Regions from separate parts of the Mus musculus genome. Here region 2 is linked to region 1. The links are chromatin contacts, called in public Hi-C maps. All regions are on one chromosome and are shown on one strand. Each heading gives the region's core, a stretch centred on a gene start, on an enhancer-like site or on the middle of the called end of the contact. The rest is flanking DNA. Distances are from core to core; before and after follow the strand shown. Region 1 overlaps Adk (adenosine kinase). Region 2 overlaps Kat6b (K(lysine) acetyltransferase 6B).

Region 1 (7,579 bases), core at 1,303-3,802:
AATCTAAAATAATAGTAAGTGTAGTAGTAGTTTTCACCAGAGCTATTCAGTTGCATTATTCGTCTAAGAATTCATTTACTTAAATTTATGATGGCTTAGAAAACAACACATTGATATCTTTTCAACCTTTCACTTGACTTGATATCTCAGCCAGCAAATATTATTTGTGAACTATAAACATTGTTTTGTAAGGAAATTGAAATGAGAGTAACCTTGCTTACTTGAGCCATTCATCAAGGGTTTGTGGTGTGTGTGTGTGTGTGTGTGTGTGTGTGTGTGTGTGTGTGGTACGCGTGTGCGTGTCATTGTCAACTGTGGCTCACTAGTCAGCCTGCTCTTTCTCTAGTGAATGAGGGGATCAACCCTCAGCTTAAGACTTGCTGTTAACTCCACTGTTGATCTATAATCACGCATTTTGACTTTTCCACACCCCAAAAGTATAGGTTCTCTAAATCTGTTATTAGTATAGTGGACCATAAGTACATGCATGTATTTCCTAATTAGTATTTCCCTCAACATGGAGGAACTGTCCACATTTATTTTAAAGGCACTGGCTGTACTTTCTGCCTTACATGGTTTGGTGCAGCAGTCGTTCTAGTTGAGTTGGATCTGCTCACCACTTGGGCTCAAATCCCATTCTTCTATTAATATCTCTTGGCAAAGATAATTTTGGAGGAATGTGAGTTAAGATGTAGAGACTCTTGACAGTTGTCTGCAATTTTTTTCACTTTCAAGAGGGAAGTAGAAATGAAAAGTAATATTGCCTCCATTTTCTATGATTCCTAAAATTAAAATGTATGCACGAGCTAAACAGTGAAAGCGTAAGGACTTAGTTACATAGATATGGGTGGGTTTTTTTGGTTTGGGGTGGTTTGTTTTGTTTTGTCTTTCAGTAGCCTGTTAGAAAAGCATTAGCATATGGCATAATGTTCATTAAATTGTGCTCATACATGTATATGTATAAAGGCTAGAAGAACTTTGTGTATTAAAATTTTTAAACATTCTTTTAGGTGTTAACTTTTCTAACCTTTTCCTCTTAGACAAAAGCCAGGCACGGTGACCCAAACCTTTAATCTCAGCACTTGGAAGACAGAAGCAGGTGGATCTATACAAGTTTGTGGCTAGTCTTGCCTGCATAGCATTTCCTGGCCAGCCAGGGCTATATAGCAAGACCCCAGGAGGGTGGGGTTGAGGGGTATAGAGAGTGGAAGCATTCGCCCCGTATATCTTAGACCTAGGTTCCAGTGTTTTGTCAAGTTCGCTTCCTTTTGTTCTCGCAGAGTATTCCAAGTTACAGATTTTGTATGTGGCTTTTTACCCTTAAATACTCCTGGACACAGCCCTAAAAGTTAAAGACAATTTCCTTGTCACACTGATCATTCCTAATATCAAACTGACGATTCCTTCTATCCTCTGATTTTCAGATTACCTCTGTTGAAACATCTTTCACAGCTGGTTTGGTTTAAAATAAGATGCAGTCATATGCTGGTTTTGTTCATTTCCCTTCCCAGTTTATCTTTGAGGCTGCCATTAGTTAAAGAAACATTACTAGTTGCTTTGTAAATGTGCCCGCCTTACAGATTCGTTCACTTTCTCCTTTAATTGTTCCTCTCTTTTTCTCATAAATACAAGTTATTGAACTAAACTTTTGGTTAATTGGTGCGAAGATATTTTGGCTAGACTACATCCTGGTTGATACCGTGAACTCCATTCTCCATATCTGGGGCACAGGATATTTGGCAATCCCACTATGAGGGATGCTAGTGGATAGGACTGACCACAGGCTTACAATGATGACAGCTTGGTCCCTTCCATTATAAAGTTTCACTTTGCTCCCCGTGGCCAGCATGTAATCTGTGCTGCTTTGATTCCATGGGAAGAACCGGTTCCCTGTCATCCTATCACTCAATGACTCTAACAACCCACTGGTGACCCCTGTCTCTATAAATTTCATCATGGGGTTGGGAAATAATTGTTTCCAGCATCTATATATCTATTAGTAGGCATTCTCATCTCCAGAAGAGCTTCCTGAAAAGTACTCTTTTAATTACACGTGTAACCACCAGCCTGGTCCTTGGGTTTCAAGTGAATGCCTTTCCTTTCTGAGTGAGGTCAGAACACCTGAACTCATTGGCAGCCACTGTAAAAACACATAGCATCTTCCCTGTCCTGGCGTGTGAAGTGTGTTGACACCATGTGGCCCATTGTTTTTCATGCCAAGACAAAAAGGAAATATTTTGGGGTAAAAATAAAAATTAATCTATGTGAGTATCTTGAGATAATTGTGTAAAAAGAAGACTGAATGAGTTTCAGAATGAATTATTTCTTCATTATCTGGCACTTTATAATTAACTGTCCTTTTTTTTTTTTTTTTCAGGAAGCTGCCACTTTTGCTAGAGAGCAAGGCTTTGAGGTGAGTTAACCCACAATTGCACACTAAACAGATCCTAAAGGTTTTTTCTAGCTGATAATGAAGTTCTTTTGGACAGTGATTGATGTGCTATTATACTCTCAGAGCCTCGCTGCAGTTGCCATGGAAACTTGGCAGTCGTCATGGTTTCTTTGTTCTGCCAGCACAGTGTTATGACGCACTCTGCTAGGTCTGCACCCAACATCGCCTACAGATGTTATTTATTGAATTTTGAAAAGCCTCTTGGGAAGCCAAGAGGTTGGGCACAGTTTCAAGCTGCCTCTGCAGATATGGGGCCTGTCAGTTTGTTCAGTTAAAAAGCTACCTCATTAGCTGCATTACATTTCATAAGAATTCCGTGCTGCAGCAGTGTTAGGGCAAGACAGAATAGTGAGCTATAATGTCACTTAAATAAGTTCAACCCTATCGCCCGTAAATTATCGTTATGCAAATAAATCTCCAAAGGTTGTACTTACCAGTTGTTAGGGCTGATTAATTTCTATCCTGCTTATGAGCTTCTTATTTGAGTCCTGTCTCCCTTTCATCTTTTAAAAAATAACATCAGATAATTTTTTGTAAGGAAAATATTGATAATTAGCCTTAATTTTCTGGTCTCCGTTCTGTTTACCTACTAGAAGGACAATCTTGTCAAGATTCAAAACTCCATGTGGTCGTTGTTGGCAAAATCAAGATACAGTCAAGACCGTGTTTCTGTCTGCATAATACTATCTTCTAATTGACTGTTAGAAAACACTAACTTCAGTATGAACCCAGGTTAAGTGACAGATAATTAACTGGGTTTATGAATCTTTGATGGCTGTGGTACTGAGCCAGAACAATGTCAACTGTTCTGTTTTATACATCAACTTGTAATATTGACTAGAGAAACTTTTTAAAATTATATTATTTATTTGTTAGGAGGGCACTTGCCTGACACAGTATATGTGTGACGCTCAGAGGAGAACTTGCTGAAATCAGTTCTATCCCTTCCTCCATGTGGGTGTGGGTATTGAACTCAGGTCGTCTGGTTTGGCAGCAAGCACCTTTATCGGCTGAGCCACCCCACTCATGTAACTATAGAAATAAATGTAATTGAGATTTAGTAACTCCACCCTTATTTGCATACTCAATATTGTGTACCACACATAGAAACTGTGAGTTGAATGTTGATTGAACAATACTATGTAAGCTTTAAGCTCCTTAAAGAAATGTGAATTTGTGATATTTACACCTATTAATAAAATGAATTAGAAGCAGATTCGTCATCGAGAAACAAAATAATATACATGTGTGGTGACTGTGTAAGCCAGAAACAGTTCCTCTACATCATAAAGGAAGACAGTGAGCTTGTCTCTAAGAATTCCCTCAATCGTTTGAAACACAGAAAAATGACATAGTCATTGACTTCTTAGAAGTTTGCTTTTGCCAGGTGGTGGTGGTGGCTCGAGCCTTTAATCCCAGCACTTGGGAGGCAGAGGCAGGCGGATTTCTGAGTTCGAGGCCAGCCTGGTCTACAGAGTAAGTTCCAGGACAGCCAGGGCTACACAGAAAAACCCTGTCTCAAAAAAACAAAAAAACAAAACAACAACAACAACAACAAAAGAAGTTTTCTTTCATTGTTTTACCACATTTGAGTCACTGTGGAATTAAGTAGTGTAGAAAGGGATTTCCAACGTTGTTTGTCTTATTAATTTCCCAAACTGACAACTGCTGTATAAGACCGGATGGAGTCAGGAGAATGTTCACAAATGCAATATGGGGCCTCCAAATGCCTTATTGGATAGAGGTGCCGTGACCTCTGACCTCCACACTAGAACTTTGAAACATGTGTGAACACATACACTAAATAAATATAATTTTTAATGTGAGGCTAGGGAGTTAGCACTCATGTATACACACAGAGAGACATCTAAAACAAGTGTTTTGATTGTGAGAACATATGTTAATGCTTTCAGTCATTTTAAAGGTTTTACCCCCAGGCATGATTGTGTACATTCCTGTAATACCTGTTCTCTAGAGGCAGGCAGATCTCTGTGAGTTCAAAGCCAGCCAGGGATACATGGTTGGCTATCTTAAATCATAAAGTTTTAACTATGCTAAGTTTTGTTTTACAAAAAACAAATATTTTCAAATATTATAAACTCAAATACTTCATAAATAAGAGGTTTTAGAATATAAATTTGTACCTGTCAGTTAGCTGTGTTATCATTAAACAAAAGTATTTGGGTTCCGTGATTGGTTTGCAGATAGGCATATCACATGCATATAGTAAAATAGCAGTTCCTTAGTGCTCATGTGATGTTTTCTGAGGATAGTAAGCCTACTAAAGGCTTTATTTCTTCTTGAGCTCTTTGCTCGAAGTGTACCTGGTCTACACTCAGTCTCAGCAACAAACTGCATTCTCTATTTCCTGCTGACCAGCACTATATTAACCTTTCAGTAGTTCCTATGTACTGATTTGAAAATTGTTTCCCTTTGTCATAGTCTTCCATAATGGATTAGGGCATGTAAGCAAAATGATAATTATCATAGTCACCTACCACGTTACCTCTGACCCACAGACCCAGCTCCACCAGTGATGTTGATAGTGCTGTGTTAGATTCATTAAAGTACACGGTGTCTTGATATGTCCCTCTACGGTTCCCCAAAAGCATTAGTTAGCAGTGCAGAATACATACAGGCCATGATTAGAGTAGCCTCAAGCCAGGATTGTTAATAAAAATACAACCCACGTGTGGAATGCTGTCTGAGAAATCCAATGATTTTTATAATGTCATTAAAGTTTTCTCACTTCATTAGAGAAAATACAAAAACATAGGTCTAAAGGGTAGTACTCTTGAATAAAACAAGACTAAGTCACTTTATCTTAGCAATTTGTATTTTCTCTCTCATGCCTTAATGTTGGCTCTGAATTTGGTGCACCTTGAAAAGAAAGAAAGAGCAAGGCAAATGGAATGATTGAAAGACCAGAGAGGCGAGCATCCTTCCTTCCTGCCAGCACCCCTGCACTCCCTTAGTTTCTGTTACTAATCCCCATCCTTTCCCAGAACCACAGTGTTGCCATCTGTGATCTGACAGGCCAGCCTGACACCTCTAAAATAACCTGTGTCTACTCATAAGGAAAGACCCTCAGTTGCGTTGTTTATGATGCCCTGGTGGGCTTCTCTGCAAATTCTAGATAATCTTTTCAAAAAAAAAAAAAAGCTTTAATCTTTAAGATGAACTGGGCATTTTTTTTTTAGTGAGAAGCAGCAGCTTAGGAGAGCACTGGAGAAGGGGATAAAAGCTGGAGGTAGGCAGAGCACAAGGCAGGAGAGTGGGTTTTTCTACATAGGTGATGGAAAATTGCATAGTGCCCGATTTAAATGACAGACCTGCTAAGAATTTAAAATGACAATTCTTGGTAAAGAGTTTCGCGCGGCCTTTTATTATTCTGGAAAAACAGCTCAGACTGCAGTGTGCTGTTAAGTCTTCCTTTTCTTGGGCTGAACTGATTAAAGGTTTACATTGTTAAAAATCTAAATAAAAACAAGGTAGTTAAAAGTAGGCTTCATTTATAAAGCCTTTGAAAACTGTCATAAATTGATGGGAATTAAATAAAATGAAGAAAATACCTCCAAAACCTAAATTTAGTTATTCTCCATATTTTCATTGTCTCCGCAACAGAAATGTGTGCCAATTTTTGAAAGGAATTCAAACCATTGAGTCATTTTTTTTTTCAGCATGACTCCAAGCAAAGATTTTCCTTCTCTTGTAGGTGTCTAAGGCATAATGCTCTCTCCACATGGGGAACAAAGTGATCTTATTCCCTTTCCCTTCTTCCCCCAGCCTCTGGCTACCCAGAACATCCAAGCGTCGCAGCCTTTCTCTGGCCAGGGAGACGCAATCACCTTGTAACACTGAACGACAAAGTATAGAATTGCACAGTCCAATGATCACACTTGGCTGCTCAAGTTAAGATTATTTAGCATTGCAGAAAATGTAAAATTCAAGGCGAGGAGTACCTGCAGCTCTGTAGTACCAACTACCCTGAATGCTAACTCAGGAGGGTGGCTTGAACCCATGGGTTTGAGACCAGTGTAAAGCACAGTGAAACTGTCTTTAAAAATAAAACAAAATGCATTCTCACTCTGCTCGTCCTATACACATTCCTAGGACCCCATAGCCTGTGGGCATGATGGCTACTTTATTAGACAGTGCAGGTAGCAAACATATACATCATCTTAAAAAGTTCTGTTGATCAGCAGGGAGGAGAAAATCTACATGGCATCATCAGGAAGTAATGGTTCGTTCCCTGGGACCTCTCACACGTGACACTTAGGTTCTTGTGTTCTGCACAGATTTTAGGGTTGCAGTGAACTGTCACGGTCTCAGAAAATAAGTCCTACGTCAGGCCCTACTGGTGCTTTCCAGGGTGTCTGGGTCCCAAAGGAAGACAATGTTTAAAAGGGACTGGGAGAAACAGATGAGATCATTTTCTGATGCTGTTCCCCAGAACCCAGTAAAAAGATAGAAGGAAGGAACCAGCTCTGCGAAGCTGTCCTCAGAGCCACCGGGCATGTGCTGGAGAAGACGTGTGTCCCCCAGCCCCCACAGTAGTAATTTTTTTAAAGAAGGAAAAGAAAGTTAAAATCTGACAAATAGAGCTATCTAGCAATGACAGAAGAAAAACAAAACAAAACAAAACAAAACAAAACACAGTTAAACAACCAGCCAAGAAAACACACTTCAAACAGAGCAAACAAGAGGACAGAGGCCACCAAACAAGAAAGAACACAGTGAACTGTGTGCTCCACAAGGCCAGCCTCTCTGGGTTGAGTCAAGTGAGGAAGGCAGCCTGAGACTTGACTGGCAATTGGCAGATCACCCAGGATGGTATAGCTGAGTGGGCAGTGCGTGGGAGCGCCACAGCTGGGACAGATCGGGACAGTGCTCAAACTTTTGTATCACCTGCTTGGTGACAGTGAAATGAAAACAAGAGAGTGAAAGGAAGGAGATGTGTACTTTTTGAAAAGAAATCGTTCACTCATTTATTAAGTGGCATGTATCGCAGTGTGGGCATGAAGGTCAGAGGGCAACTTGCAGAACTCAGTCATTTAGACCCCAGGGATCAAATCCTGGTCATTGCCCTTGGCAGCAAGCATCTTTACCCACCAAAACATCTTGCTG
Region 2 (7,579 bases), core at 2,294-4,793, 290 kb after region 1:
AAATCCATCTATTCTATTCTCTCCCAGTAAGGAACTGATGGGACCTGACTTATCCCATTGTACATTCAGTGTCTCTCCCACACAAGCCTGTTTGCCTAGCAGCTCCAGAGCAGGTCCTCAAGGGCCCTGACCTTGAGTCACCTTTAGGGTCTGTGAGAGTGCAGGTTGCTCGGCGATTAGTCTAGTTGCTATGTAATTACACTGGGCCCAAAGAATTATGGTAAAGAGTGTCTCAAACTTCCAGTTTCAAATCCAGTCTGTTTCAAAATGTCTACTTTGAGAGACATTCTCAATCTTTTGGTAAGGTCATCTTTCAGACACATCACAGGTCATTTGGAACAGGGCTCTCTTAAAGATACTAACTTCAGGATCAGCACTGAATTTAAACAAAAGACGGCCCCTCAAATCCACTCTGGTAATGAAACTGCTAACCGTCTACATGGTCACAGTGCTGCTAGCCCAGGAAACGAATAACAGACCACATGGCCCAGTGAACTGCCACCTCCAAGGAACTCCATGGCTAAAGGCATTGGCTTACCTCCTAAGTTAACATGAGCCCATGGCTGGTGTCAATCCCCAGGCCTGCAAAGCCCAGGCTGTGTTCTGTTGTGGGTCTTCCATTGGCGTCTGCTGAGCTCAGCAGGTGTTGGTGAAAGGTATATAATCCTTGGAGATTATCTCCCCTAAAGCAACTGAAAGCTTTGAATTCACATAATCCAGACAGATGGGAGCTGGAACTGAGTAGCAAGCCAAAGTTTATGCTGTGTGTCTGAGGAGGTTCAGATGGTTTGGAAGCAGACAATGACAGATGGAAGTGTACACGGATGAGGGGGGACACTTGTGAAGATCTCTGTCACACCCTTGCCTCTTTTTACTCTTGCTCCACTATATCATCCTGCATAGCACTTGTTCAAAACGAGGGAAGTTCCAAATAAATGAGAGTTGGGATCAAATTGATTTTGATTTATTCATGACTGCCAAAACAAACTTTGACCTCATCAAATAGTTACCTCCATAAAGTGGGTCTACCCTGCTTTCCTAGAGGCAGTTAGCCATTCAGTCTCTGGTCAGGACCAGGCAGCGAGAACTGATACTTTAGGCCGTCCTCAATGGAGGCCAGGTGGCCTGTATGCTCTGCTTGGAAATGCTTTTTTCCCTGCAAGAGGATCATCTCTGAGTCAAGCATGAGAGACTTCCGCTGCCCCTTCGACCTCACCTTTCCCCTGGTATGCAGTTCCAGTGACGCAGAGGAGGAAGTGGATCATGCTAGTTTGGGGTGGTTAATGCAGGGGATGGTGTGTGGGCTACTCCGTTTCCATTACGAGGTTCTCACTCATGACTGAGTGCTCGTTGCCTGAATCTTTGGCTCACCGACAAGTTCAAGGGAATATTCGCACCAGCAGTTAATTATCCTGAAGCTCCTGGGACTTGTCTTCCACACGTCACTTTTCGTCTGAAACAGTAGGTTTCCCCAGGGGTAGTTGAAGTTTTCTGATTGAAAGTGTCCTGCGTTAAGGAGAGGTGTGAGCACGCCGTGGGGATCTATTCACCAGGGGTGTATTGTACTTGTTTCAGATGCTTCAGGACAATACACCGGCTTCCAAGATAAGTGCTTTTTATTTCCCTGCATCTTAGATCAATTATTTGGAATCTTTTTGGTAAGTTAAACTTAAGAGCTTAAACCATCACATCTCTGTAATTAATAAGTCAAATGTTCTTACCAAAATTTACTGTGTCTGCTTTATATTGTAACTGTGCTTTGAGGAGCTGAGAGAAAGTAGGAAGGGACAGAAGGTGGCAAGAAGCCCCTCACTTAACACCCATGTCGCGAAGGACAGCATAGGTCAGCATCAGCAGCTCAGCTCCTTCCAGGCAAGCGCCTGCCGCAGATGACATTTATAGCCAGCCGCTCTTCTGTCGTCAGTGCACAACCAGGAGGCACAGCACCTTTCCAAACAGCACAGATTGTCATTCTGCATGCCATTTCAGTCAACTAGTAAGAAATAAGACATGTGTTCATGGTCATTTTTACTGTTCCTGGTGGATTCTGTTTAACATCAGAGCATCCTCCGTCATGGGGAGATTCCAAATAGTTCTCGGCAAAAGTGCCATTTTCTTCCTGGCTGCAACTTCTTTGAGGGTCTCTGGATTCCCAGAGGAGGAGGAGACACACTACAAGCAGGGCCAGGCACCTCAGGGCATTGGCTTTGGGTGGTGTTTGGTGCTCATCATCCCTGGGATGTGTGCAGGAGGTTCTGACTAAACATTGGGTTTCCAGTCATATTCTCGGCACCCTGAAAAGTATCCCTCCCAACAAGTGCTTGCAGAGTCCCTGCCTCTTCACAGCCTCTGAGTGCACACACAACAGGAGGGTGCTTTGCTGGGAGAGACCAGTGGGCTCAATGTCCATGACACATAGAGCGTGTTACCTTCCACCTATGGGGCAGCAGTCCTGCGCTGCAGTCAAAAGGCCAAGGAATTGTCAGGAGTCAGCCTTTTGACACTGCAGGAGTGGAGGGTACTGAAAGGTTTGTACTCCAGTGCTCCCCAGGGGCTCAGCTTGCTGGCTCGCCTAAATTACCGCATGCTTTTTAGACTCGGGGTACAAGAACAGCTAGGTAAAATTGAAAGGGAGGGTGGGAATGCTTCCCTCTTAGGTCAAAGTGTGGGAACATAGAGACATAATAAAAACCGTGCCTCCAGGGTAAGGTAGTTCTGTGTAGTGGTGAGCGTAGGTGGGAGGGGGAACTGCTTGTAGGCCAAATTTCTGCCTTCAACAGTGGGATTCACATGAATCAGTGAGGGCCTGGGGACTTCCATAGTTAGTCACTGCAGGGAACTTTTAATTGTGGGATCTTGTGGACAAAGGGAACAGTTATCATCCATGGTTCTATACCTGCGCCTCACCCCCCCACCCCCGGCAGAAGTACAGAGCTGGGGCTCCCAGCTGACTAAGTAAATTTCTCAGGCTATGCCAAGCACTTAGGGAGCAGGTGACGGGATACGCCAGTTTTCTGTGCTGAGGTTTGGGCTTCCTCCACTGCTCTGGCAACGCAGCACTCTCCATGTTGACAGGACACGATATGGGCTGGCTGCAGCACAGCAGCTGTCCACGTTAGCATTCCTGACACCGCTGTTGAAAACCTCAGTGTGGCAGAGCGGCACGCGCCGACAGTGGCTTGGCTGTTAAAGTCTGGTGTTTGTTTGCATTCAATACTTAAACAGGACGAGAGGAGTTAAACCAAAAATCTTAGGCAAAACACGATGCTTATTTTATTTCTATTCTGTATGATGACATTCAAATAAAAGCTGTCAAGATGCAGCATGCTGTTGAGGTAGAGTGTCTTTTTCTAGATTTCTGCATTATTTGCAAGTGGTTTTGAGAAACAGGAAGAAAATGGATCCAAGGCATTGATTTCTCTTTGTAACAACAACAGAAAAACTAAAACAGAAAATTCTTGCAAGTGCAGCCATTTTGGAACTGTAGATGAAGGGGAGGAACGCTGATGTCTGGGTTGGTGTAGAGTGGCCTGGTTTGGTGAGTGCTGCCACCTACTGTCTGTGCTGATGTTTGTTTACACGCAGGAGGTTCACGGAGGTGAACCTCAGGGAGGTGAGGCTGTTGAAACAATTAGAGCAAAGAAGCCATCACTACTTGACAGTCAATTCTTCTCTCCTCCATTACTGCCTCTTAATTACCGAGACAGCCACCAGCTTCCGTTCATTTCCTCTAAGTGGGCTTAAAGTCTTCTCATTTCAGAGTTTCTTTGCCAGAAAAGCTGTGCGGTTCGAGCTTCATGTGCTCGTGTATTTTATTTGTAATTGTAGGAGCCACATTCTCAGGTTGGCTTAGTTTTTATGAGAAGGGTAAAAATAGAGCTAGCATCGTAGATTTGCGTTTGCCACCATAGGCGTGAAAGCCAGTGTTTTATTAATACTAAAACAGCTTCAAATCAGCCGCTGGTTAAACGGAACAGGCAGTGCAGGCTGTGTCAGCCGAAGCCCCTTCACTAAGCCCCAGCTGTCAAAGGGTCATCGGGTCCTCTGTGGAAAACAACCTGCCCATTAATGTCGGGGTGGTCCCTCCCCAGGATCCGAGAGATCCTGACATTGAGTATCCGAGAGAATTTCAGGCTTGCAGGGGATTTATGTGTGGAGATTCCCCAGAAGTCTCTTTAGTCTTAGCTTTCAACCTCCGTGACACACAACACCATGTATGTTAGCTGCCACCAGCTGTGTGAATTCGCTTACAGTGTCACCACAAAAGTTGACAAGCAGAAATTTGACGAGGTGACATCACTGTAATTGAGAGAGGTGACGAGCTTGACAGGACACACTTGACCTGTGTGATGCTTTTACCTTGTGGCTGATGACATTGTTCCTAGTCCTGGCCCTAGCTCTGACAACCAAGCTGAGTGCAGTTTTGCTTTTCCTGCCTAGGCTATTTGCTTTCTCGAAGAGAAGGCCAAGCAGGGTCTCCCGAAAAGCCGCTCTCTGACCTGGGCCGGCTCTCCTACCTGGCCTACTGGAAAAGTGTCATCTTGGAATACCTCTACCGCCACCACGAGAGGCACATCAGCATCAAGGCCATTAGCAGAGCCACAGGCATGTGCCCACATGACATCGCCACCACTCTGCAGCACCTCCACATGATTGACAGGAGGGATGGCAGGTGAGTGCCCTGCTTTCTGCTTTCTTGATCCACAGCAGGATCAAGCCTGTTGTTGTTGCTTTTGCTGGTTTTCCATTTTCATAACCTGGGTCAAAGGAATCTGGATTGGCCAGGGACTTTGTTCTTTTAAAACAGTAGCCCAGGTAACCTTCAAACTCATGCGATCCTCCTGCCTCAGTTCTGGATTACAGGTATGCACCAGCATGTCCACCATTTAATCTTGAGTTGGTTTGGTTTGGTTTGGTTTGGTTTGGTTTGGTTTTCTAGACAGGGCCTCACTGTATAGCCCTGGCATCCCTCCATCTCAGTTTGTTAGACCAGGCTGGCCTTGAACTCACAGAGAGTCTCCTGCCTCTGCCTCCCCCAAGTGCTAAGGTTAAAGGTGTATGCAACCACACCCCACTAGCTCTCAGTTTTTTTAATCTCACTTTGTCTTGTCTCCCTATATTACAGGTTTGTCATCATTAGAAGGGAAAAGTTGATATTGGGCCACATGGAAAAGCTGAAGAACTGTTCCCGACCCAATGAACTTGATCCGGAGAGTCTAAGATGGACCCCAATGTTAATTTCTAATGCTGTGGTTTCTGAGGAAGAGCGAGAAGCTGAGAAGGAGGTGATGACGAGTCATCCTGAGTGGTGACTTTTGTCTTGTAGTTGCTTAAGCTAAGAGAGTCATTTGCGTCATTGTGAAAGCTCAGTTATAACGCTTATGAAACGATACAGCGCTAATTTATCCTAACCGATTAAGACATGATAATTTTATTGAATTAAGTATGAAAAATGAGACATTTATCATTGATCACACCGAGGCACTCAGCACTGACAGTATGTAATCAGATCAGACTTGGTGCTGGGCTGCAGTGCTGCCATGTTAATCGATTCTTTGTGTTTATAAACTTGCGTAGAGTGCTCCATGCCAGTGAGCATGTAATGTAGTGATAAAGAGCTTGAATCAATTCACTGCATCGTTAACACCACTTACTATCCCATGAAACCCAGCCGTAACACCACTTACTATCCCATGAAACCCAGCCGTCTTAGGTCTGCTCTCCTAACTGATACAGCTGGAATGTGCTTGACCAGCTGGTCAGAACTCACTTAGAGAGAGATCCTTTTTCATTGATCCTGGAGGCTCCAGCCGTGTAACTGACCTCACCGATGACCATTTTGCTCCCCACCCCAGGCTGAACGACTAATGGAACAAGCCAGCTGCTGGGAGAAGGAGGAGCAAGAGATCCTGTCGTCCAGAGTTAGCAGTAGGCAATCGTCTGCAAAAGTACAATCAAAGAATAAGTACCTGCACTCCCCAGAGAGGCGGCCAGTGGCCGGGGAGCGAGGACAGTTGTTAGAGCTGTCCAAAGAGAGCAGTGAGGAAGAGGAGGAGGAGGAGGAGGAAGATGATGAGGAAGAGGAGGAGGAGGAAGAGGAGGAGAGCATTCAGACATCTCCCCCTCGGTTGACTAAGCCACAGTCAGTTTCCATTAAAAGAAAGGTGTGTATGCAGATAAGCTGTTTTCTGGTCTGTCTGGCTTCTCTTCACAGTTTTTGTTTCACTCTCTGTAGTTTCCCTGTAGTTTACATCTCAGTGGTCCAGTGTCACAATCGTTTATCTTACACTTGTGGTTCTGCTTACTGCTAACGTGTGCAGCATGCTAACCACCCTAGTCTGGTGTTCACTGCCACCTGCTGGTCTGCAGGACACCTCAGAGGCCTGGGGGGGTCAGACCAGACCAGGTCACATGACTCACTAGAGGGCCAGCCACACCTCAGAGCTCCAAGTCCAGCGTTCCTGCATTAGTGTCCCTTATTCTCACATAGGGTTCTTAGGTATTCCGCACCCTTTAGTTTGCTGCTGGTGTTCTGCTTGTGTGGCCAGTGACACGGAAGTAAAACTCTTCATATCCTGGGTACCAGGTAGTCTCCTCAGACAGCGCCAGTTCCTGCCCAGTGGGATAGAAAGCGCAACATTGGTTTGTGTGGGGGTGGGGGTAAATGTTCTTCCACATCTGCTATCTTTGTCTGCAGTTTCTATCTGTGACATACAGCAGGGCAGATATTATTAATACAGCCTTGACAAGGAGGGATAACACGGTAGAAATGAAAGCTCTTCCCAGGGGCTGTCCTAAGAAGTATTTTCCAGGCAGTTTGCTAGTCTAACTCCCAACTAGGTTCTTTCTTCTGACCTCACAGTTGGAGTTAGCAGAGGGAGCACCCCGTGAAGTGCACTTGTGGCTACTCAGCATTTTAACTTCTTATACAGAGAAGTCAGTCTTGTGTTATGGGTAGAATGAGAGGAAGGAGATCTATAAACAGAGTCATTCCAGTCATGGTGTGGGCCACAGCTCTCCGTATGGATTCACCTGAAGGAAACCAGCTCTTTATATTGGCTGCACTTGCGTTTGGGGGAAAGGTGTGGGGGCTTAGGGAGCAGATAACAGCAAGTGTTAAATGACTAATACGGTTAGATTTTAGAATGTTAATAGGCCTGTATGTGCTCTTTAAGAACATTGAAAGCATTAAAAGTGTAAGATGCAGGAATTCTTCAGTACTGTTTATCTGGAAATAGTGCCCCCCCCACCCCCACCATGCTGGGAGGGGAGCCCAGTGCCTTTTGCATGAGAGGTAAGTGCTCTGCTAGTGAGCTACACCCTGGCCCTGGCCCGAAGCTGACATTCACGTAGACATACTGAGCCCTCACAGAGCAGCATTCTGCCAATTTCATGGTTCATTGACACATATCTTAACATTGAATCTACCTGTTCCTTTATTTAAATTTTGTATATTAGATGGGTGTCCCCCCCCCTTGGGAAAATAGCTTATTGTTGCAACCACGGGAAGTCATTTGTGCCATTATCTTATTCAGAGACTGCGTTACTTTTTAAGGTATCTTCCATATCAAAATAGTCT

The links. Hi-C and Micro-C count contacts between places; a contact is called where the count stands out from the background.
Region 2: a contact with region 1 is called in a Hi-C map of cortical neurons, with 1.7 times the contacts expected there. The contact joins two enhancer-like sites. A contact is called at or near these places in 2 of 484 Hi-C or Micro-C datasets (cerebral cortex and cortical neurons) and 2 of 9 other capture datasets (adipose tissue and liver).

The regions. Positions count from the first base shown.
Region 1 is chr14:21,366,694-21,374,272 of GRCm38.p6, forward strand. Adk (adenosine kinase) reads left to right here. Exons shown (of 11, transcript NM_134079.4): 8 at 2,378-2,413. Among named protein-coding and RNA genes, the nearest start is that of Gm52152, 48 kb to the right of the region's middle. Within about 2 kb of position 2,553, at least 121 of the 459 cell types and tissues checked have an H3K27ac peak or open chromatin away from gene starts, as enhancers often do. A contact at or near this core is called in cerebral cortex and cortical neurons, where this site is marked.
Region 2 is chr14:21,656,303-21,663,881 of GRCm38.p6, forward strand. Kat6b (K(lysine) acetyltransferase 6B) reads left to right here. Exons shown (of 17, transcript NM_017479.3): 13 at 4,441-4,672; 14 at 5,126-5,285; 15 at 5,856-6,164. Among named protein-coding and RNA genes, the nearest start is that of Dupd1, 54 kb to the right of the region's middle. Within about 2 kb of position 3,544, at least 36 of the 459 cell types and tissues checked have an H3K27ac peak or open chromatin away from gene starts, as enhancers often do. A contact at or near this core is called in cerebral cortex and cortical neurons, where this site is marked.